Regions from separate parts of the Mus musculus genome. Here region 1 is linked to region 2. The links are chromatin contacts, called in public promoter capture Hi-C maps. All regions are on one chromosome and are shown on one strand. The core of a region is the stretch at or near the end of the contact, and the rest is flanking DNA. Distances in the headings are between cores, read along the strand shown. Region 1 holds the start of Gramd2 (GRAM domain containing 2). Region 2 holds the start of Bbs4 (Bardet-Biedl syndrome 4 (human)).

The links. Promoter capture Hi-C pulls out the DNA fragments that hold promoters and counts their contacts.
Region 1: a contact with region 2 is called in a promoter capture Hi-C map of the HPC-7 cell line, with 2.5 times the contacts expected there. The contact joins the promoter of Gramd2 here to the promoter of Bbs4 in region 2. A contact is called at or near these places in 13 of 39 promoter capture datasets (the 3T3-L1 cell line, 3T3-L1-derived adipocytes, the C10 cell line and 8 more), 7 of 484 Hi-C or Micro-C datasets (CD4 T cells, the G1E-ER4 cell line, the HL-1 cell line and 4 more), 1 of 115 datasets of contacts at active chromatin or transcription factors (bone marrow-derived macrophages) and 3 of 9 other capture datasets (adipose tissue, macrophages and pancreatic islet).

The regions. Positions count from the first base shown.
Region 1 is chr9:59,678,865-59,685,517 of GRCm38.p6, forward strand. Gramd2 (GRAM domain containing 2) reads left to right here and starts at 1,290. Exons shown (of 12, transcript NM_001379375.1): 1 at 1,290-1,388. The coding sequence starts at 1,348. Pkm (pyruvate kinase, muscle) reads left to right here. Exons shown (of 11, transcript NM_011099.4): 11 at 1-508.
Region 2 is chr9:59,350,052-59,356,720 of GRCm38.p6, forward strand. Bbs4 (Bardet-Biedl syndrome 4 (human)) reads right to left here and starts at 3,457. Exons shown (of 16, transcript NM_175325.3): 1 at 3,359-3,457. The coding sequence starts at 3,382.

The sequences.
Region 1 (6,653 bases), core at 40-2,539, 330 kb after region 2:
GTCCCTTCCCCTCCCCTATCCTTTCCATTAGGCCAGCAACGCTTGTAGTGCTCACTCTGGGCCATAGTGTGGCGCTGGTGGGCTGGGACACCAGGGAAAATTAATGCCTCTAAAACATGCAATAGAGACCAGCTATTATTCAGGGCCCTACCTGAGCCAGGGGTGGAGGAGGAATGCAGGACTGGAAACCCTGACTTTATCACAGAAGGGCGGCAGCATCTCTGGGCTTTGCTTCTGTAGAAAGTTGTCAGAATTCCCAGCCCTAGCCTGGAGTCAGGAGACAGCAAAAGAGTAGGGGCTGAGGGTGTGGGGCCCAGGGTCCCAGTGTAGATGACGACTTCTGGCCCTGGCCCTGACCTGCTTTCCCAACAGCTTTGGCCTCCCCACTTCTTGTGCACTCCACTTCTGTCACTGCAGACACTCCACTCTCCACCTTGTATTCTGCAGAGTCTCCAGGCCTGTTGCTATAGTGCCCACCTGAATGTCAATAAACAGCAGCTGAAGCACCTGTGTTGTGTTTTGTTTTGTTTTTTTCCGGGGGTTGGTAGTGGTGGTCGAGCCCTGCCCTTTGAGCAATTGAGAATGACAACAGCCAGGAGGCCTGGCCTTGGGTGCTATGGATCCACCAGATAACCTTCAAGCACGGGACCACTGGAGACGCCGGAGACTGAATACTTTGGGAGTATATAAGTTGCCTCCTGCACCAAAGTGCGGCTGTGTATCGGGAAGCTGATCCGTTCTATTTCAGGGCAAATACTAGAAAAGTCTGGGACAGGTTCAGCTAGCACCTAGAATGGTCGAATAGTGGGCTGATCCCTGTGGTAGAGGCCTGTTGAGGGCGCTGTAGGATGAGTCCCTGATTGGATACTTCACAAAACCCTCAGCCTCCATAACAGTTAAGCACAAAGGGTCTCTTGTTTTCCTGTTGCCCTCAGGAATAAGGTACATAGAAACAAGGTGGGACCCTTGTCCCTGGCAACTCCCAACAGCCACCTAGTCAGAGGCTAAGGCCTCTGAAATTGAGATGTTGCAGCACCAAGAGCTCAGGTTAGGTAAGGAGGTTGGAAGGCGGAGTAGAATGAAGAGCCCTGAGGGAACATTTTGATATGAAGTCCCATAATTGAGGACCCAGGCCCTGGTTTCCTCGACCTCACAATTTTGAAGACCTACCTGCAGCTGGGACCCATCAGGGCGGTCTGGGAGCGGGGAAGGCTCCACCAATTGAGCCAGGCTCATTCTGCGCGAGCGGCCAATAGGCGTGTGGGGGCGGGCCTTTCCCGGGGTGGGCGGTCCCCGGAGGGCACTGGGTCTGGCGCACGGCCTCGGGCTCCCGGAGAAGGCGCTGCGATGACCGCCCTGAGCCGTAGCGAGCCTGTCGAGGCGGGCAGGTAAGGGAGGCGTCCCGGGGCTCCAGGTCCAGGAGGCTGCGACGAAGGGCAGGGCGACTCTGGGAATGCCGCGCCTAGGCGCCTTCTGCCTCCCGGCTGGGCACTTCCAACCGCAGAAATTTAGGCTTGGACCCTGCGCCTCCGCCCGGCTGTGAGGTGTGCGAGTCTGGTGCGATGTATCCGATGTGTCTTGGTGGCTTCAGGCGAGCGGAAGGCACGCTCCCTTCTGGAAATCACCTCGTGTCGGCCACCCTCGCGGTCCATTCATTTGTGTTTCATTCATTTCTCGCCATAACGACCCCCCAGTCCCGGTTGTCTCCACACACAGCCTGGCGCTTCCCTGTGGGCCTCTGCAAAATCAGCTCCTCTCCTCTCCTCTCCACTCCCAGCGGGATCTACTCTTAGGAGCACACTCGGCTGCTTCTGAGGCAACGTGGAGCTGTCCCAGCACGACTCGGCCGCACCCCGTGCGCCAGGCCCGGGCGGGCTGGGGCTGGTCTCCAAGCCCAGAGAGCTGGTTCAAAGTCGGCTTGGGAGGAAAGGAAAGTTCTTGCAGGTAGTGGAGAATAAGTGGGGGGAGAGAAGACAGGAGGCGGCATGGCAGATGACATCAAGAATGGTAACTGTGAGCTGGGAGGGTAGGTAGTGTTTACCTAGCATATATAAGGCCTTGGATTTGGTCCTTAGCACTGCATAAAACACATTGGTGATGCACATCTACAATTCCAGCACCGTATGCAAGATGGTTCATGCTTGCTAGCTCCTGGGAAGCTTACATGAGCTGAGATTCAGGGTCATCTTGGACTACATAATGATTTCAGGTCCAGCCCTGGGGAGTTAGGGAATTTAACTTTTGAAGTGGTGCAGATGAGATTATTTAGGGGGAAGATGCGGCCCGTTGATGAAACTGTAAATTCTTGCTCCCACCCAGCCCCAAACCTGCAGGATTGGACATCCCTGGCCAGCCAGGATGGATTGAGGTGGGGCAAATGTGATCTTGTTCCCACATCAACCTTGGTACATAGGGTGATGAGTTAGCACTCAGTCCTCTACGGGCTTGAGGGGGTGGGCTAGCTGTGATCAGCCTTTGTCTCTGGGTTTGCCTCCTTCAACGTACGTATCTGGTTGTGCAAAGGTGTCCTTCCACTCCTAAAGCTGGAAGACAAGAGTCTTGCCAGAAGAGATGGGTAGAGGGTATCGCTCGCCCTGTGGACTGCTCTTCAGTCTCCTCATAAGGCCAGTTAGACTGCAGCATAGAAAGGCATTCTTAGAGTAAAGGTTAGAGTTTGGCAGTCATTAAGGGTGTTCTTAGTGGGGACCTTGGGGCAAGTGAGCAGACCCAGTGGGCAAAGCTGACTGGTTTCACCCCAGCAATTCAGGAGGTGTCTGCTGGGGCCAAGTAGAAAAGGTTTTCTCAGCTTCCCAGAGGGCAAGAAGTTTCTAAATAGTCTGGAAAGGTCAGACTGAGCCTCATCCAGGCCTTACTGTTGGTGCTTGTTTTAAAATTTCAAAACTCGGGTTGGTCCTCAAAACTTTATCTGGGACTAGAAGTGAATATGTTAATTCATTTACTGGGGATGTTCTGGTGACCCCACTAGGGGTGAGGACACAGTATTCAGGGTGGTTTATGCCTGCTAGCCTCCAGGGAGCTAGCTTTCCCATGATCTGCTAGTGCTTGTCAAGGTGACTCCACCCAGCCCTTAAGCTGGCTAAGCTGTTGCTTTGGCTGCTGAGAGACACGTTCCCTATTTATAAGACTGACAGGAAGAGCTTCACTCTGAGAGTCAGAGATGAATTCAGATGCTCTTCCCACTTTGCTGCGACTTGGAGCAAATCACGTCTGTCTCAGAGCCTGCTTTACCACAAAGTAAGAAGAGATGTGACTTCGGCTCCCTAGAGACCGCCCCTCCACACAGTCAGTGGTTCTACCCAACGAGTTTCCACCTCCACTTCTGGAGATGCCTCGGTTCTTTTCATATTTTTCCCTTTGCTGTGACTTGTCTTGGGAGCCCATCAAATCACGAAGGGTGTAGCGTTCCACTTCCACTTCAGTGTCTAGTACTTGAGTCTGGATCCTGGAGAATGATGTGTTCATCCTTCTCTGAGAGGAGAAGACAGGTTTCCCTTAATTCCACAACGATCTTGGATACAGTGATGAGCCTGATAGCGGTCAGGCTTGGCCTCCGTACCTCTTCACATAGACTGTACGGCATCACTCTCTCGGCCCCTAGTCTCTAACCTGTAAGCTACGATTAATCCTCCTACCTGTTTATTAATGTAGGGATGGATGGGGATTAGGGCACATAGCCCCAAGAATGAGTTTCCTGAGGCTGGGGAGATGGCACAGTAGATAGTAACATCGTGGCTTAAGCATGAGGGCCTGAGTTCCAGCTGGGTGTAGCCAGTAGACGTGCAACCTCAGCACTATAGAAGGGAGAGAAAGAGACATCACTGAGCCACACTCCAGGCTAGGAAAGACCCCATCCCAAGGGACTGAAGAGAGTGGTGGAGCAGGACACCAGACATCCTCCTCTAGCCTCCTTGAATGTGCACAGATACTCACCTACCACACACACACACACGTGTGCACACATGCACGCACACACACACACACACACACACACACACACACACACACACACACATACACATGAGGAATGAGCTTCCTCCATGACTGAGAACAGTTTCCCCTACAGTGTACCTGCCTATGGTGGCAGTGTGCGTTATTCTTAAGCATATAAGCTTCAAAGGGACAAACTGCCTCCCCTCTCTTCTTTCTCCCACATCTACACATTTTTGTTAGTTGAGAAATTACTTGCCAGGCAGTGATGGTGCACGCCTTTAATCCCAGCACTTGGGAGGCGGAGGCAGGCAGATCTCTGAGTTTGAGGCCAGCCTGGTCTACAGAGTGAGATCCAGGACAGCCAGGGCTACACAGAGAAACCCTGTCTCGAAAAACAAAAAACAAACAAACAAACACACAAAAACCAAGAGAGAGAGAGACTTGGTTAGAATTTAGGCTTGGTTTAATACTTGTAGTAACTGAATCGGCCTTTCAGTCTTTGTTCTAAATTGGTATTTCCTCGATGATGTTTAAAATTACATTAGGCTACTACCTACCTATTTGCCTAGGATGCAGCTCTAAAGATCGGCTCCAGGGTTAGGCAAGCACACTACCATTAAGTCACAACCCCAACTCTTTCAGGGTTATTTAAAAATATATTTTTTACTATTTATTATTGATTTTTCAGACGGGACCTCATGTCACCAGGGCTAGTCTTATACTTCATATGGCACAAAAAAAAACCAACAACAACAACAAAAAACAACAAAAAACAAACTTGAGCTCTTTTTTAAAAAAAAAAAGAATTATTTATTTATTTTGTGTGAGTACACTGTAGCTGTTTTTGGACACACCAGAAGAGGGTATCAGATCCCATTACAGATGGTTGTGAGCCTCCATGTGGTTGCTGGGAATTGAACTCAGGACCTCTGGGAGAGCAGTCAGTGCTCTTAACTACTGAGCCATCTCTCCAGTCCCCCCAACACTGAGCTCTCTTTACTTTTCTATTCTCTTTTAGCATGTGTGCAGTCTCAGCTCTTGTGTGCATGGCACAGGCACAGAGGTCAAAGGAGAGTACCTACTTCCTAAGTGCTTAGATTAAAGGCATGCACCTCATACCTGCCAAAGGAACACTTTGGGGGAGTTTTCTCCTTTGCACCATAACTTCCAGGAACTGGACTGAAGTCATCGGGCTGGCAAGGCAGGCTCTCTGCCGGGGATCATCCCAGCTATCTCCCCAGCCTGACCCTGACCCTTGGTCCCTCACATCTGACTTCCCAGCTCTTTACATTTTTAAAATGGTTTTCATAAATTGCCCATGCTGTCCTCAAACTCTCAATCTCCCGAGGAGCTGAGATTCCATGCTTACATCACTAAGACCAGCTTGGAATTTTTTTTTAAGTGGAAATAAAAAGCACTTAAAATTTTTGTTTAAGTCTCCAGTGAAGTGCTTTCCTTTTTCATGTGCTGACATAGCCTATCAAAGGCTTAGCAAACAGTTGTCCAAACCCTTCTGGTATTTCATTTCCTTTCTTTCTTTCTTTCTTTCTTTCTTTCTTTCTTTCTTTCTTTCTTTCTTTCTTTCTTTCTTCCTTTTTTTTAAGAATTGTTTATTTAGTGTATGTATATGAGTACACTGTAGTTATCTTCAGGTACACCAGAAGAGGGCATCGGATCCCATCACAGATGGTTGTGAGCCACCATGTAGTTACTGGGATTTGAACTCAGGACCTCTGGAAGAGCAGTCAATGCTCTTAACCGCTGAGCCATCTCTCCAGTCCCCCTGATATTTCATCTCATCAATTCCCCTTTTTCTCCAACTGAAGGTTGGTGGCAACCTTGGTTTGCCTGGGCAAATGGCTGTCTCTGTCTGTAAGGCTGCTCCTTTCTATATTTTCAACTGTGTTGGAATGAACCAAGACGACTCAGAGCTTGCTAGTGATCACCTAGACCACACAGAACATTATTTACATTATTGTCATTATTGGAGCCTTTTTGTTTTTCTTTGGTGGTGCTGGAGAATCTAAATCAGGGACTCATACACACTCAGCATTCATTTTACAACTAAACTATGTCCCAAGCTCCAAAAATAACTTCTGAAACTTGAAGGGCTACTCAGAAACTTAATTTTATGGTAAGTCAGTGACATTCGGAATCACAAGGCTTCCTTTGCTACCAAAGAAATTGAAATTTTTTGTTCTGTGTTTAATTTTTTTTTTTAATTTTCATTTAAGAGTGTGTGTATATAAGAGAGATGGGGAGAGAGGGAGAGAGAGAGAGAGAGAGGAGAGAGAGAGAGTCACTATAGCCCAGATTGCCTTGAAATGGATTTCATGAGGTTCCTCTTATCTCAGCCACCCGACACTGAGATTACAGGTGTGAGTTGCAATGCCTGACTCCCACTTTGGTGGTGGTGGTCAGAATATTGATGGGGCTCAGCAGTTCAGAGCACTAGCTCTTCTTCCAGAGGACTCAGGCTTGCTACCGGCACCCAAGCGGTGGCTCACAAGCATCTGCAACTCCAGTTGCAGAAGATCTGATGCCATCTTCTCGCTTCTACAGACACCAGGCTTGCAAGGAGCGCATAGACAGACAAACTTACATACAAGCAAAACTTCTCACCTGGAAGGTGGATCTAGATCCCTGGGCAAGTAGGGAGGGTATTTGACATTTCAGGAAAACCCAATGTTTGGTTCTATCCC
Region 2 (6,669 bases), core at 2,207-4,706:
CTCACAATGGAGATAGAGAACTGGCTTCTAAAAGATGTCTTCTAACCTCTACATGCATGCTGTGGCATATGTGCACCTACACACACACACACACACACAAACTGTACTCGTGGTGGCGCACGCCTTTAATCCCGGCACTCGGGAGGCAGAGGCAGGCAGATTTCTGAGTTCGAGGCCAGCCTGATCTACAGAGTGAGTTCCAGGACAGCCAGGGCTATACAAAGAAACCCTGTCTCAAAAAAACAAAAAAAATTAAAAAAAAAAAAAGCCATAAACTCAGCATATACACATTGTCACCTGTCAAAAGTAAAACAAAGGCCTAATCCAAAGTCCATAATTCTAGAAAAGTCTCTAAATGTGCTAACCTTTTTTTCCGGCTTCTGTAGTTCTGCTTCTGGCTAACTGTTTTTGTTAACTGAAGTATGTCAACTCAAAATATGGTTTTTGTGCTTAAAACCTCATCCTGAGAAGGACTCAGGGCTACACTGGGATCCTGAGCACCCAGTATAGTCACCTGCCAACCAACTAATAGACTTTCTATTGCCTTAAATCCGAGACTGATCAGTCTTCTCTGGTGGATATCCCACAATAATGGTGCCAGTATCGTAAACCTAGAACATTAAGCAGATTATTATTTATCTTTTAGCTTATGCACTGAGATTTCTTCTCTGTACTGAGTATTCTGCTGGTATCACTCTGCAAATAAAATGGCAAACAAAAGAGACCCCTACAAGAGACAACACTGCATTATAAGACTGTCAACCAGAAGCAACTAATTTGTCTGTTTTCCATGGTGTTTTTCAAAAGACAATATAAAAAAAAAAACCACTAAAATCATTCATTAGTTCAGGACAGGGTTTGAAACCCAACAGTAAAAAGTAAAAAAAAGTAAAAAGTAAAGGACAAGGCTTCATGTTTTTATTAGGGATGTCTCCGAAGTTAAATACAATTACAAACATAGTCCTCAAAAATCAACTACTGTCAAAAAGCTAAAAATAGAATAATCAGTCCTTGCCCAATGGCATATACCTATGATCCCAGCACCTTGGTACTGAGGCAAGAGAACTGTAGTCTGATCCTAGCCTAGGCTATATAAGACGACCCTATCTCAAATCAACAAAACATCCTATGATCCAGCTATCCTCCTACTGAGTACATACCAAAATAAAATACACTCATTCTACCAAAGAGATACTGTGTTCTTCATCTACTGCAGCATTCTTCACAGTATCAAAGTACATAGTCAATGGAGTTGCCCAAGGATGGATAAATAACAAATGGGTAAATAAACTGTGGTATGTGTTAAGGCCTAGGTAAAATATTAAGGTCTAGATGGACTGTTAAAGCCTAGGTAATATGTTAAGGCCTAGGTAACAGATACTTGACTACCCTGCCATTATAAGGAAACTCTCTCCTATCTCTCTGCTGTTGCTAGGAAACTTTCTGATGCCAAGATTGATTACATATTCTGTTATGTTCTGTGCCCTTGAAAACCAGTCACAATAAAAAGTCAATAGGACTGTTTTATATAGTTACCCACAATAAGCTTGGATCTGAACCAACCACCCAACAGTATTTCCTGTACCTGTGTTCAAGTTTTTATGGTATAAGCTGCCCCCGAGATGGACCCCAACATAAGAAAGATACCCGCCCCAATATAAGAAACTATTTGGAATAAAACTTCCATTCTGAGTAGTGGTCGAGTAAAGTTTATGTTCCCAAAACCTCCCTGGGAACTGACATCCTACTTGGCAGAAAGAGACATGTACACAGGTAACTGACATCCTGGTTGGCAAGTTAAGACATGAATATTAGACAAGTCCCATCCTGGTAGAGAAGTTAGGACATGAATATTAGACAAGGCAGGTTTCCTGCCACAGTTGAATACCCCAACCAATGGGAGCAGGGTAAATGCACAACAAAACATGTTCCTAAGGAAATCCTATCCCTAAATCCTGATTGGTGAAATAATTTGGCACAGATGTTTGTGGATTTGGGGCTTAAAAACCCTGTAAGATCTTAACTTGGGGTCATGGTTCAGTTCCCGAATCTGGACCATGGCCCTAGTTGACCAGTCCTGGGGCATCTGCTCAATAAACTATCCCTGTCTGACTGCGATCAGTGTTTGTGTGGTTTGTGAAGAGATTCCTAGACTCCAGGAGTATGCATGTATTATTTAGACATGAAAAAGAATAAGGTGTAATCTGTAGTACTGTGGAAAAATTATGCTAAGTAAAATATGCCTGGCAGAGAAAGCCAAAGCATGTTCTCACTCCTATGTGGAAACTAAAAAAGCTGATCTCAACGGGGTAGCACACACCTTTAATCCCAGGCAGCCTAGTCTACTCTCTAGTTCTAGGTCAGTTGGGGATACACAAATAAACCCTATCTTTACAAAAAGGAACAAACAAAGTTGATTTCATGGAAATAGAGAGTAGAACAAGAGGTCACCAAAAGTTAGGAAAGGGAAAAGATGGAGAGAAACATTCAATAATATTCAATAACAGGAGCCAAATACCAACAGACAGAAGCAAATGCTTATGTGGGGGCTACTGTTTGCAACAGTTTATATGCTGAGATGGAAATGGTAATGACCCTGACTTGACCATCACACACAGTACACTTTGTACCGACGTATCATCACACTGTACCTCATAAACATACAACTATAAGTCAATCCAAAAAAAAGGAGCTAGGAGTGATGACGCACTCCTGTAAATCCCAGAAGTCAGGGGATTAAAGGTGGCTAATCCGTAGCCAACATGAACTACAGGTGCAAATACCATGTACATACAAGACTGTCACAAACAAGCAAGGTCATGAGTGATGCAAAAAGCCAGTTACTTCTGGGTCAGCCTGAATTCACAGAGGCTGTTGTAGAATTAACTAACGATTTAAACCAGCTGAGTTCTGAAACAGGGCTTTTCCGAAATCTAATCGCAGCTGGGAAAACAAGCCAGTCGCAGTGAGAGGGCAGGGGCGCTGAATGGTTCCAGGCTTCATCCAATTAAATTACCAATCTATGGGATATCAAAAACTGCCTAATGAAGGTGCAGTAACCCCCACCTCACGCCCACCCTCAAATCCTAAGAGTAGGAAAAACACCATTTCCAAAAAACCTCTCTTCTCTGCCCAATCCCAAAACAGACGAAGCGCTGCACACAGGTCAGCATTCGCCAAACGCCCAGCCAGGCGGGGAGCTGGACCGCGCCGCCTCCCGGAGGGACTACTTGGCGTACGCCCCGGCCCCGCCACCCCAGCCCCGCTGGCCGCCCCGGCCTGGCCCCGCCTGGCCCGGCCCCGCCACGACGCTCCGCCCTGAGGCCGCCGCTAAGCCTCCGAGAATCTCCCCGCTTACCATCCCAAGCTTCACTTCAGCCATCTTGGCTCCGCCCACCGCTTCGCGACCGGAAGCCGACCGTTTCCCGGGCGACCAGCTGAGCAGGAAGTCAAAGCCAGGGAAGGAAGGAGGAACCTGAGCCCCTAAGGAGTTGTGAGTGGAAGGTCAGGCTGTGAGGTCAGTGAGTTCCAGGGTCTCAGCCACAGATGGATGGCTTAGCTCGGAAGGAATAGGTGAGGGGACTCGCAGCCAGAGCTTAGATAGCTCTGCACCGGGCTGGACGAATTTAGAGTGGAGCGTGTCAGTTAGATAGTAGACAACGAAGTTTATAACTTATGTTTCCAAGAGATTTGGTCTAAGCCTTACATTGGCAACAAAGTTTTTCAATGACATTTTGTGAGGAAAATATGCTTTCATCGCCAGTGGAAACAAATTGGTCAAGCTTCCAATAAGAGCAGCTTAGCCACAACTACCAAAATTAAAAATGCTTATAACCTTAACCCAACTGTTTCAATTATAGGAATTTATTCTATACATATAGACATAAGACATGGCTTTACATACAGAGGTATCCGATGTATCATTGTTTGGAATAACCAACACCCAAAAAAACAACCTAAATACCCAACAGTAGAAATCAAATAAATGATAAGTTCATATTGTGTGGCATCTGAAAAGAGACAACTATTTACATGGTAAGAGAATTGCCAAGGTATTCTATTATCAGATAAGGACAATGTGCAAGAAATGCATACAGTGTCTATGTTAATAAGAAGAAAGCAAAACTAAGAATATTATGTACATAATTCTTTATTAGAAAATATTTCAACTTGGGCGTGATGGTGCATGCCTTTAATCCCAGCACTCGGGAGGCAGAGGCAGGTGGATTTCTGAGTTCGAGGCCAGCCTGGTCTACAAAGTGAGTTCCAGGACAGTCAAGGCTATACAGAGAAACCCTGTCTCAAAAAAGAAAAAAAAGAAAGAAAATATTTCTAGGATATTTAAATACTAAAAGTGGTTCTCTCTAGGGAAGAGAACTGTATAGCAGGCAAGCAAAGAGCAGAGGTAGGCTGTTTAGAACTGTAATTTTACTCTACATGGACATACTTGTTTGTTTGTTTGTTTGTTTGTTTGTTTTCGAGACTGGGTTTCTCTGTGTAGCCCTGGCTGTCCTGGAACTCACACTGTAGACCAGGCTGGCCTCGAACTCAGAAATCCGCCTGCCAATGCCTGCTCTTTGGAAGGCAGAGGCAAATGGATCTTTGTGAGTCTGAGACCAGCCTGATCTACACAAAGTTCCAGGAAGGACAGTCAGGACTATGTAACAAGACCTTTTCTCAAAACGTTTAAAATAAAATAAAATGGATGCCAAAAAATGATAATCTAAGAGAGACTACTTTCCTTAGAAAAAAGAGATGGCACAAGAAATGGAAAACCAGGTAGGTGGAGGCACACACCAGCATTTGAGAGGCTGCAGACAGATCAGACTTTCATAAACAGTATTAGTAACATAGTGAGTTCCAGGTTAGCCTGCCTGGCTTCATAAAATCCTGTCGACAGACAGACAGACAGACATAGATAGATGAAATCCTGTTTCTGGATAGATGGGTGGATGGATGGGTGGACAGACAGAAGTAGAAGAGTAGAAAGAAGAGTCCAAGCACACTGGCTCATACGTGCAATCCAAGCACTCAGGAGGCTGAAAGCAATAGGGCTTCCAGGAATGTGGGCTACCGTGGGCTACATATGGGTTACAGATTAGGCTTGGCCACATGCTAAGACCTTATCTCCAAAACAAACAAGCTGATCACAGTGACACTAGTCTGTAATCCAAGCATTCAGGAGGCAGAGGCAGGAGGATAACCCTCAAAATAGGCCAGCCCGGTCTTGAAGATTTAAAAGAAAAAAAGCAGGTAGAGGTTACCTATGAAAAAGGTAAGGAATTTATGGTATGCTACCATTTGTGGAGTGATGGGTCAGGTAAGAACACCTGTGGCTCTTGTAGAGGACTGGGGTTCAGTTCCCAGCATCCATGTCAGGCACGCAGCTCTCTAGTGCTTGTAACATGGTACCCTTCTGGCTTCTGTGGTGAACATATAAACAGTCCTTCATCTACATGAAGACAATAAATCCTTTAAAAACAAAGAGACAGTGGAAAGATGGCTTAGTGGTTAAGCACCCATGCTCTTGCAGAGGAGCCTGGGCTGTCTCCCAGCGCCACACTAAGGCTGACACTGCCCACAATGGCAGTTTTAGGGATCGTCTTCTGACTACCACAAGCACCAGGCACATGTGTGCAAGAACATAAATGCAAGCAAAACACTCAGAACACAAAATACATAAATATAAAACAATTGTAAAAGAAGTGGGACATATTGGCGTAAGTGGTTACTACATAAGTATAATGGCATGCAAGACACAAAACCAACGAACAAGAAATGAAAAGCCCATCAGGTAATTTTAATAGACACAAGAAAGCCAGACAGCTTCAAAGCAGCTAAATGAAAAGAATGCACCTTCAGATCAACAGAACTACATGTGTGTAGTTTACTTAGAGTAAACTGATATCATCATCCACTGTTCAGCAACTTATTGTCTTTTAAAGGATGAGTGGGTGAATGTAATTATGTTGTGTACCTTCTGTCAAATCTATTTGTCTAGTATGCTGTGTGGACTATTGAGTTTAAATTCCCATTTGGTCAATTACAAATGAAAATTCTGCATATTTCAGGTAGTGGGCATTGACATAGGTTTGAGAGGTTCTTGAGAAAGTGTCAATCTTCCTGGACTTCAGAATGGCCTGAAGACATGATAGAAGTCCTGTGTTACCTTATGCTTCATTTTAGTACTCACCCATCAAACATGGTTGGTGCACATGTCCTAGACATTACTCTCATTACTGAGAGAGGCCAAAAGTTTTGTCCCCCATTCCTCTTTTCTCCAACTTTCCCATCAGAAGGGATGGTCCAGCAGTAGTTTGATCATGCTTATCAATGAGCTACTATATCCACTCAGTTCAGCTGTGTAGACTAAATCCATAGATCTTTGTCCTTATGAAGCAAAGATCTCTGGGAAATTACAGATTGTACCTTGAGCTGTTATGGTGTGTGTGTGTGTGTGTGTGTGTGTGTGTGTGTGTGTGTGTGTGTGTTTTCCAGATAACATCCAGATGACAGTCCCAAGTGAAGGGACTGTCCAGAGAGAAGAGTTGTCCATGCCAGCGAAGGTAAGTTGGCCTTCACATTTTCCAAGGTATTTCCCAGGGACTTTACAATCCCTCTATTTTTAGTAAATGTCATATTGTAATAATAAAAACAATCATGTATACA